Linked DNA regions of Drosophila melanogaster: region 2 is linked to region 1. A link is a contact called in public targeted proximity ligation data. All regions are on one chromosome and are shown on one strand. The core of a region is the stretch at or near the end of the contact, and the rest is flanking DNA. Distances in the headings are between cores, read along the strand shown. Region 1 holds the start of tx (taxi). Region 2 holds the start of plum (plum,).

The links.
Region 2: a contact with region 1 is called in a targeted proximity ligation map of the Kc167 cell line, with 5 times the contacts expected there. A contact is called at or near these places in 8 of 107 Hi-C or Micro-C datasets (the Clone 8 cell line, the Kc167 cell line, the S2 cell line and 3 more) and 3 of 7 datasets of targeted methods (all in the Kc167 cell line).

The regions. Positions count from the first base shown.
Region 1 is chr3R:26,438,331-26,443,492 of dm6, forward strand. tx (taxi) reads left to right here and starts at 2,448. Exons shown (of 2, transcript NM_001300614.1): 1 at 2,448-3,406.
Region 2 is chr3R:26,532,613-26,537,774 of dm6, forward strand. It overlaps plum (plum,), which reads right to left and starts at 2,605. Exons shown (of 11, transcript NM_001260388.1): 1 at 2,112-2,605. It overlaps scrib (scribble), which reads left to right and starts at 3,738. Exons shown (of 25, transcript NM_001260393.1): 1 at 3,738-3,785; 2 at 4,759-5,162. The coding sequence starts at 5,011.

The sequences.
Region 1 (5,162 bases), core at 1,198-3,697:
TTTTCGAGGCTGCAGACAAAGTTAACAGCCGACAAGGTAGCAACAGTACACACAAAACAGCCAGCTCAGAAGCTTGGCCCGAAGCCCCACGATGCTCACAATTAGCCGAGTCGAGAGAGTTTGTATACAAAAGTCTCTGCTTTCTCACTGCTTTCCCGTGCGATGGCCATAAATGGTCGCAGACACGTCTCACAGACTTCCTTAGCGGGATCGCCGGCCATCCAAGTGGGCCAAGAGGGAAGGGGCTAATAGCTGATGGCTTATAGCGTTTGGGGCCCCCCTTTGATCGAACTTATACTGGGCATCGCGCCTGGCTTTCTGACCATATTAAGGCAAATGCGATTTCCGAAGCTGGCAATTAAAAGCCAAAGCCAAAGCTGAAACTCAGAACATTTGCATAAGCAATTGAGCGACATGGCAGGTGGAGCAGGGGCATTATTCACGCTCAAATTAGATTAAAAGTAATGACAATTAACGCCATAAAATTCTAGTACTTAAGTAGCAATTAGTTAAACTTATATAAATTCAGTCTTTACAAGCATGCATTATGGCAATTATTAGTGTAAAAGTGCGAGAAATTATTTAAAACTGATTATTTTTTAAAATGTATATATTTTATTACCACGTTTTCAGCCCCTTTTGGCCATGCCCATATATTTTTGGACTTGGTCACAAAACAAACATTCAAAAGTGACGTTTGTTTTTTTAATTATGGCTCGCTTATTCATGTTCTTGTCTTTGGGAGTCGTCGTCGTTCGGCAGATTAAGCTGTCAGCAAAGAAACACAACATTTTGGCCACTTTGTATGTATTTTTAAATACGCTCAGTTAATCAAAAATATTCGTACATATATAATTTGATTTTCAGCTCCCTTCGCACGCAAATCAAATTAATGTTGCATGCGTTACTTTTCCACTCTCCTAAAATGTGTGACGACCTTGTGCCATGAAAAATGTATGCTTTCTGGGCATGAAAAAAAAAAGAATCATAATCAAATTTAACTGTTGTCATCATGATTTATTTACTCAAGAACAAAACACGACAAACGATGACGAACTCGCCTTCAGACAGAAGACAGAAGCACAAAGATAAATTAATCGCCAGTCAGTCACAGAGTCGATCGGTCTATTGCCCGAAGTCATTTATTCACAAATGCTCGTATATGAGTATATCGGGGCAAACTCGAGATTTAAGCCGGGTATGTCGTCATAGCTACAATAATGAGAAAACAACTTGTTTTGCCTGCAGGAGCAAATCCATTTTGCAATTATTTGCCTGTTTCAGTTAATTATAATTATTTGCGAAGCAACAAAATGCAAGCAAAAACAAACTATACAAACATGACTCTAAACAATATTCTTTGTTGAAAAATAAAAAAAAATCGGGTTCCAACAACTGAATTGTGACTTTGAAATCAGCTTAGCACTTTGAAATTAGACGCTATGTGAAAACAACTTGAGAAGTGCACACACCCAATACATCTGAACTGAAACTGATCGAAACGAATTAGAATAAATTATAAAATCCAAATATATGGACAGGAGTCAAAAGCGTCGGCTATCAGATACCCATCAAAAATATTTTAATTACAATTTAAATTGCTGAAAATTACTGAACACCACGTTTCGAAGAATTGTTATTATATATATTTATATTATCTTACAGGAAATACTTTAAATACTTGTCATGAATTAAAGTTAAAACAACAAAATTCCACCATCCATTCTTAAAACACTTAAATGACAAACAAATGAGGAGATTTCCTTGAACTTTACTTCGACGTGCCTCATAATTCGCCACGAAATCCAAGTTGATCCAAATAAATACCAAGAATGAGTATCATTTATGGTCTGGCAACCAAAGTTCAACCTTAAAAATGGAGATCCGACACAAGTCAAGCTTTGGTAGCTGATACCATCTCAATCAAAGGCGAATAAACATTTTTAACTATTTTCAAGTGAGCTCAAGCAATGTCTGACTTGTACAAATGAATGTCAAGCGCTGCTGCAGCAGCAAATAAAATTAGCAATAAATTTAAATAAATAACTGCCTGGCGATATTAGATCATACGAAATCTCAGGGGGCCGTCTACGCGTACTCGTGGTAGCACTCAAAACACTCGAAACGAAACCGAAAATCCATCCGAATCGGAAATCACTCAAGAGAGTGCGCCAAAGACCAACTGGGACCGTACTATGCGATACAGTACGATACGATACGATCCGATACGATACGATCCCATCCGATCCGGCCAACGCAAAAAGCACCCACACATCGGGTGGATGTGGATATTTGGGGAAAGAGAGAACTGGTTTCTCTTCAATGACTTTGTGCTGAGCTGTGCTGTGTTGTGTTGTGTTGTGCGCTGGGCTGTTTTGTGTTGGCGTTGGCGAGCGCCAGTGGGTTTCTCGGTTTATTGGTCGTCGCTGAGAAAACGAGACTGTGCTGCCTTTTAATGCGGCATTTCATTCATTGATCGTTCCAATAGCGCGCCGCACGCTCAGCGCAGCGGACAAGTGAGCCAAAAGTCCGACTTCCACTGCCATCGCCGCCCACCTGAGCCGCTAACCTGGCTAACGGAGTCAAAGCCAACTGGGGGCAGTAGTCAGCTGATTTAGCTGCCACCGCATCCCAAGCCAAACCAAGTCAGACCATCCCAGCGATCCGCGAGATATATCTATTCAGTGCACAGCCGACAAGCGCAGCAGGCGGACGCAGCGCAGCATTTTCTCCGTGTATTTTCGTATGCCATCTCGGGATATTGGATACAGATACAGATTCCGAGATACAGATACACAGAACGCGAGCGACGCGCACTCATAGATATTTTTAGCAACCGGCCTCACGCACACCGCCGCACACATTAGTACCGCCGCACTGACACACGCGGCTTGCACGTTTTCACGGAAAATCCATTCTTCGAGGCTTTTCCAGCAGGCCCAAGATAAACACAACTCAAGAATGCGCGAAAACCGTACCGAAGTTATTATCAATAGTTAAACCAGCGGCGCAATCACAACCGCAACAACCACAACCACCGCAATATTAATTCAAACCAAAACAAGTTCCAGAAGTTTTTGAGGAAATAAAAACTGAAAACAAACCTTTTTTGTTGTGTTAACATGCCAAATTTATGCATGAGCTAATAACTTTAAATCCGAAAAGAATAAAAAAAAGTCCAAACAAAACAAAATTCAAACAAAGATCGCATATCAAAATTAGTTGGGTGACTAATTAGACAGCGCGTTGTCGGAATTTCAATTTGCATACTTTGGCGCAACTTTAATGAACCAAAAATTAAAATAAAAACATCAACAAATCTTAATCAGAGTGCACAACTGAATTCAAATCATCCTGAAAGACCAATCCCGCAGCCATACATTGTTGGATTTATGAAATCAAAAAGGTAAATATACCGCCGCCATTTATCAGACATAAGCGTTCAGATATAGAAAAGATATAGAAGATCTGCCCGATCTCTTGTTGCCGCCCCAATAAAAATAGACAAAAGGCATTCCTCTGTCCAATCACGTTAGTGGCTGGCAGATGGGGCAGGGCGGGCTTTTAAGAAACTTCTGAAACATTTATTTGTCCAAGGTGTTGAAAAGCCAGATGTGTGCAGGGGAAAATGTTTTCGAGCTGCTCAGCAGGGAAAACGGCGACGACAGCCAGTTGTCAACTGATTTTCAAAGGTTACCGAAGGGAAGCAGCAACTTGGCTGCGTTTGTTTGCGACCAAAGTAGGGGGAACAGTTTAATTAATGTGCAAACAAAAGCTGTGAATTCTCATCATCAATGAGAGTCCCGCTTAACCTGCCACTCACTTTAAATCTGTGATGTGCTAATCAACGCCGGCATTTATTTATTTACTTTCATTTTCGCCATACCATTCGGCAACAAGCACTATGTTTGCCCAAATAATCGAGTAAAATTGGTTTCTGGCAGCCAGTCAATCGCCGATTTTAATTTGGCATTTATTTATTTAATATATTAATATATTATTCATTTTGTCGAAAGCTAAAATAAACTAGCATCTCATGGGCTGACTCAATACATGATTAAAAAATGTTATTCGTCATAAATATTTTATGATTTACAAAAAAAAAATTCGCCAAAAATACACGCATTAATCGAGTCAAATTTTAATGATTTTTCTGCCATGGAAAGGTGCATCTAAAATTAAATTAGTTTATGGACACATGAGTCTATTGCTACCCTATATATACTTGCCTACCTCATTGTTTGCTGTCCCCCTGACCCAAATCTCGATCGTATGTGGGAAAAGCCAGCGCCCCTCCTTGCAAAGAGACTTAAACAATAACAATAGCAGGAATAAATCAAGAAAAATAAAAGTTAGTCGTAGGCAAATGCCAGAGACCTGTCAAAAAATCAAGCAAATCAAAAGCCGATGGGTAATACAAAACCACACAGAAAGCTATCAAAATATAACTCATACGTATTCGTATTTATCCACACGGTGGTGGAAGGGAGACGGTGAATGTAAACACGGCCACATCACACATACGCAGTGTGTGCCAATTTTAATAAACAAACTCAACGTAAATGGAAAATCAAACAAAATCATTTGGCCAAAGCAATGGCAACAAATCAACAGAAGAAAAAACAAAACGAAATAAAAGGAAAGAAGCGTAAAAAAATCAAAAGACGGCAAAAAAAGAGATGGGTAAAATAACAAATAAGAACTTGCCGCAGGCCGGCTAAAAATAATAGCTGCCAACGGTAGCACACACGAGACTAGCATCAGGGGGACGTGCAACGTGCAACTGGCAACAGCCAACAGCACGAGACAACAGCAACCACACACACACACACACGCGCAACTAGCTAGGCGAGCAACAACAAAGGTTATAGACTATAGGTGACTATGTATATAGTATCGGCAACAAAGTCGAAGCCGAATGAAAGATTTTGACGCTTTCCACAAAAAGCAAATTAAGAATCACAAATCGAGGCAGATAAAAAATAGATAGAGCGCTACGAAAATAAGAAAACGAAAATAGTGAAGGAAGAAAATTCAAGTTGCATACAATGAAAACTAATTTTAGAGCTGTGGAAAAGACAACAACAACAAAACGAATCAAAAACACGGCAGGCACAGAGACAATCTGAATCAGTCGGAGATTCCATAGCGAATCGGTCCAG
Region 2 (5,162 bases), core at 1,355-3,854, 94 kb after region 1:
CACAAACATGCCGCCAACACGATGGCCCGGCGCCAATGTCATCAGTTTGTCACCGCTCAAATCGGAAAATTGATGAGGTGGTGGGGCATTAACCCGTGGCTTGGGGTGGAAAACAATCCCAAGGGACAGTGAAAATACATACCAAGATTGGAAAAAGCCATATTCAAAATTAACAAATTTTCATTTCTTGTTCATCTTTTGTTCGCGTCGCTTTTTTATCAAATTAAAAGAAGCTCTGTATGAGAAACTAAAAGTTTCAAGTTATTATTAATATTACTGATTTACTTGATTACACTTTTAAAGCATAAAGTTTTGAGAAAGTTTTTCCAAAAGCCAACCGAAGTTTTTTCCCCTTGGTTTCTATTGTTTTACGAACTGCAATTATTTCCGTTCTAAACTTTTTTTGTTCGCCAGTTAGATATTATATTCTGTTATTACACCAAGAACTATAAGTTCTTAGCAATGAGTATAGAATTGCATTGAAAATTACCTTTTTTAACATAGATATTTCTGCTGCTATCAGTTAGCATAATAATATCAGCATTAACAAAGGTATCCTTCATCCTGCGTTTTTCCCCTCTATCCTTTCTTTTTACTTCCTCTGACATCCTTTTATCGGCCCTAAATTTGTACTGGCTTTTTGTGTGTGCTCGGATTTAAGCTGCGATAAATTCGCAGATTCTACGGCTCAGATTCTTCATCTGCCATTACGCACGCATCTCCATAATAATGATAGTAGTCATAATAATAATAATAATGATGATGATGGCGGTGATGATGCCACATAAAAGGCGGCGGAGCCCATTTCAATTTCAATTCGACAAAAGGCGCGTGTATCTGCAAGATACATTTCTATCTCAAGAGCGCAAAATTGCGCGGCAAACCAAAGCTCGCAAAAAGCAAAAAATCGCATATATGAATGCTAAAATATATTTCTGGCTTACTATTATATTGTTGATGCCTTTGCTGTTCGAACTATGAAAGGCTTTGCAAAAAGTAACGCACATCGCAGACAAACTTTTATCCGTACGACAATTGAAAAAAAACAATTCGATAAATCAAAAGAAAAATGAAAAAAAACGCTTGTGCGAATTTGAGCTACGGTTTTTTGTTTTGAATACACAGAAAGTAATTGGATTGCGTTTAAATTTGTAATAGCATTTAGATTTCTAATTGAATTTTATTAAAAATTCGTTTGTTTTATTAACCAAGCAAGCAAATTAAACGAATAAAATAAAAAATGCTTCTGGTTGAAAAAATATTGGAAATACTAGCTTATTTCTTCTGTGCATTGTGGCGTTCATTTGTTTACAGCCCTGCGATATAAAACTTTGTCTCGTTTACATCTTTTTCGAAATATATTGTATAATATTCGGTTTTGGTTTAAGATAAAACCCAAAACTGGAAGATGAGCAAAAAGCCGGCTGAGCAAAGGAAATCACATTGGGGTAGTTGTTGTTATATAAAACAAATTGTACGCGAATTTTTGCACAAAAACACACAGATACACGACACACACACACAAAGAGCCGCAAAATCCGGCGCTCAGGAAAACAGAGAGCGAAAGAGCGGATGAAGAGGACGAAGGGGAGGAAGATGAGGAAACAAACGAATTTCAGCAACGACGCAAATTTCGATTTCCTCGAAATTTCTACCTTCTATTATGCTCGTTCCTCTCCCGACTGCTGCTTCTTCTTGCGCTTCTTGTTTGGGCATCATATACTTTTTTGTTTGCAAAAATAAAAAATAAGGAGAAGAAAACAGTGAAGAAGAAGCAACAGCAGCGGCGGCAGCAGCAGCGCAGCTTACTAAGCTTTTGAGATGCCGCCGTTTTGCTCCTTGTTTTTTGTTTTTGCTACGCTCTTGCTGCTTTGCCTTTGCTTTTTCGGGTATTTTGCCTTTGGGTTTTTTTGCTTTTTTGCGTTTTTGCCTTTTGCGTGAACAAGAAGCAGCAGCAACTACTGTACTTGGAGTTTTTCCTTTGCTACATACATTCGTATATCCTTTTTGCCGCTTTGTTTGTTTGGAATTTCTCAATTTTCAAATACTGATGCCACCCACACGCACACACACAAACGTACACGCACTCCCACTCGCACACATACACGCACTTTACGCTTTTTTGTGCTTTGCTGCGTCTCCAGTTTCTTGTTATTTCGCCCTTTGTTGTATTATGTCATAATTTATTTGTCGCCCAGGACTAAACAATGCCGGAATTTTGCACAATTGATAAAGCCAATGAATCACATTTCGTTTTCATTAGCCCCCACTCGTGCTGTCTTGCTCTTTCTGGCTGCACCGGCTCCTCTCTTTTACTTTTTACTTTTTACTTTTCTGCTACCTTTGTTGTCTTTTTTGCATTTCCGCTTTACGTTTGTGTTTCGCTCGCACTCACGCACTCAAACACACGCAAACACAGACGCACACATAGCTGCAATTACTGTTGTTGCCCAGCTTGTTTAACTTTTGTTTGTTGTTTGAAACACACACAAGCACGCAGCGTCGTCGAAAATATCGCGAATTTACAAGCGCCGGCAAAAATTTACTAGAGAAATCCGCCCGCAATTACACAGAGCGACGCAGCAAACACGTCCAAACTGTTCGCCGAGCTTTGGCGCACTGCTTAACTTATGCTTATGAATGGAACGGCGGCGACAAGCAGCCCGTTCGGCGAAAGAACGAGAAAGCGATAGTGATACTCCCCCAATTTCTCTTTCTCCTCGGCGCTATGTTAACCGATTCGGGAAAGGCGCCGATTTGAATGTAATACGATTGCGATCAGATGGAAAATTCGCATCTGTTTTAAAACGTAAAAGATAAAAACTACCAGCTTCTACTTCTTCTTTACGATGTTGTCTTGCATTGCAAAAATCGAACTCCACAGCTTTAATCATTTAGGCTTCACTTAAACTTAGCACTAAAAATAATGCTCAATATCTTCTTAAACACCAAATAGACATGAAGGAATATCAAATACACATTCCTATGACAAAAAAAAATGTTAAACAATTTCAGCTCTTTTTAACATCAAGATACAAAGAACAAAACCTTTGGGTTTAAATCGGTTAACATTGCTTAACATTAAGCGGTTGTAAGAGAGCAGCAACTTAAGAGAATTTGTACACTCTTTTATCTTGCTCAATTTGAGCTTTGAAGAGAGCCGGCAACTTTTGTTTTTGTTTGCGACGCCAAAATTTCAATGTCGACGTCGCAGTCGGCAGCGTAAGCTTTTCGAGCAGCGAAAAACAAACAAAACGGAATGCGAGTAAAGCAAAAAAGAGACACAAAAAAAATGCAGTTTGTTGAATCTAGTACTAAGATTTAAATTTATTACAGACAAACGTAACTTTTATTTTGCACTAGAAAAATATTACATATTATATTATTATCTTGTGTTATATTATATTATAATTACTTACCGAACACCAAGTACTTTACAGTATTCAAGTTATTTTCCTTTTTTAACGTAATTAATGAAAATATTCATTATCTTTTAATCTTAATTTAAAATATTAACTTAAACTTCATCTCAAATAGGAAGGCGCCGATTAAAAATCGGAAATAGAGATGGCAAATAAAACGAATGGTTGTTGTCTTTACTAAAGGTGAGTTGCGCAGTTGCTAGTAGTGTGACCAGACGGCGATTCACAAAATTTCTCCAAAGTGTGAACGTATGCGAAGATACTTCGTTGATGGAAGAGGAGTGTCACCTTTTTCTTGGTTTTTCCAGAGCGTCATACTGCAAAGAGTTGTTGTTGCGCGCGGGCGGACGACGAGAAAAAATTGTAAACGCGGATGAAAACAACGGTTGATTTTCACCCAACGCTCGTGATTTTCGACCGCTTTTGAGTGTGGAAGCGAAAAAACCGCCTGTTTTTTAACTGCATGAGTGCGTGCGAGTGTGTGTGTGTGCGTGCGTGTACGTGTTCGTAATTTAGACGTGCTGCTCGCTGCGATTTTCGTTGTTCTGTGTGGCCCCTGTAACTACAGTAAATACTCGTGCAAATAACGCGTCAAAGCGTGCGAAAAACGCAGGGAGAACGCCAGCTAGCGCCTTCTCTTTCACTTTTTCGCTGATTCCTCGCCGCCTTAGACTAGCATTTTGTTGTTGCGCAGCCTGCGCGTATATGTGTGCGTTCGTCCGTGTGTGTGCGCTTGTCCTGCGTGTGCGTGTGTGTGTAAATTCCAAAACATACGCCGCTGCACAGTGGCACAAAAACGAGAGAAACGTAACGTAACGAAATAGCTATTTGGATTCCCGGCTTTCGGGCTTTCCCTGTGTGCGTGTGTCCGTTTGGGTGTGTCGCATTAATGTTAATTTTCCGCTGAAGTTTTTCACTATTCCACCATTCCACGCAGCTTCGCTGTGGAGAGGAAGCAACAAATGCGATGCGTTGCGTTGCGTTTCTTGTTTCTTTTAACTAACTACGTGATGCAATGCGTTTTATGGCATTCCAACCAAGTGCCAATTAGAATTGATTATTATTCATTATTTCGCTTATTACCCACACAGGCGCGTGTTTGTGCGTTTGTGTGTAAGCGGCTCTCTTTTGGCGCTCTCTCGCTCGTCCTCTCTCTTTCAAACAAACTCCAGTGAGCCGCAACAACAAAATGGCAAGGCCAGGCAAACACAAAAAAGAAAAAAGTCTATCTTACGTTTTTCCCTTGCCGTTTCACGTAGCGCAACGCCTAACGTAATCGCAATGCGAGAAGCAATCAAATAAATAAATATAAATAAAATGTAAAATTTAATTACAGTGAAAAATGTGGGCGAAACGTGTGCGATAAATAAGAGCCCGAGATAGCGAAAGAAAGTGTCCAACTATCGGTCTGCTACACCGGCACTGTCGATGTCCGCCAGCTAGCCAAGTGCTGCAGAGACATCCTACGATCGAAACGAGCTAACGTTACAATAGAACACCCCCTCCTTTTCCCCCCTCAAACAATCGAAAAGCCGGCAAGACGACGTCCAAAAAGAAGCAGTCACAGCCGACGCGGCCGAAGACGAGCATGTTCAAGTGCATTCCCATCTTCAAGGGCTGCAACCGGCAGGTGGAGTTCGTGGACAAGCGCCACTGCTCCCTGCCGCAGGTGCCCGAGGAGATCCTGCGGTACTCCCGTACCCTGGAGGAGCTCTTCCTCGACGCCAACCACATCCGGGA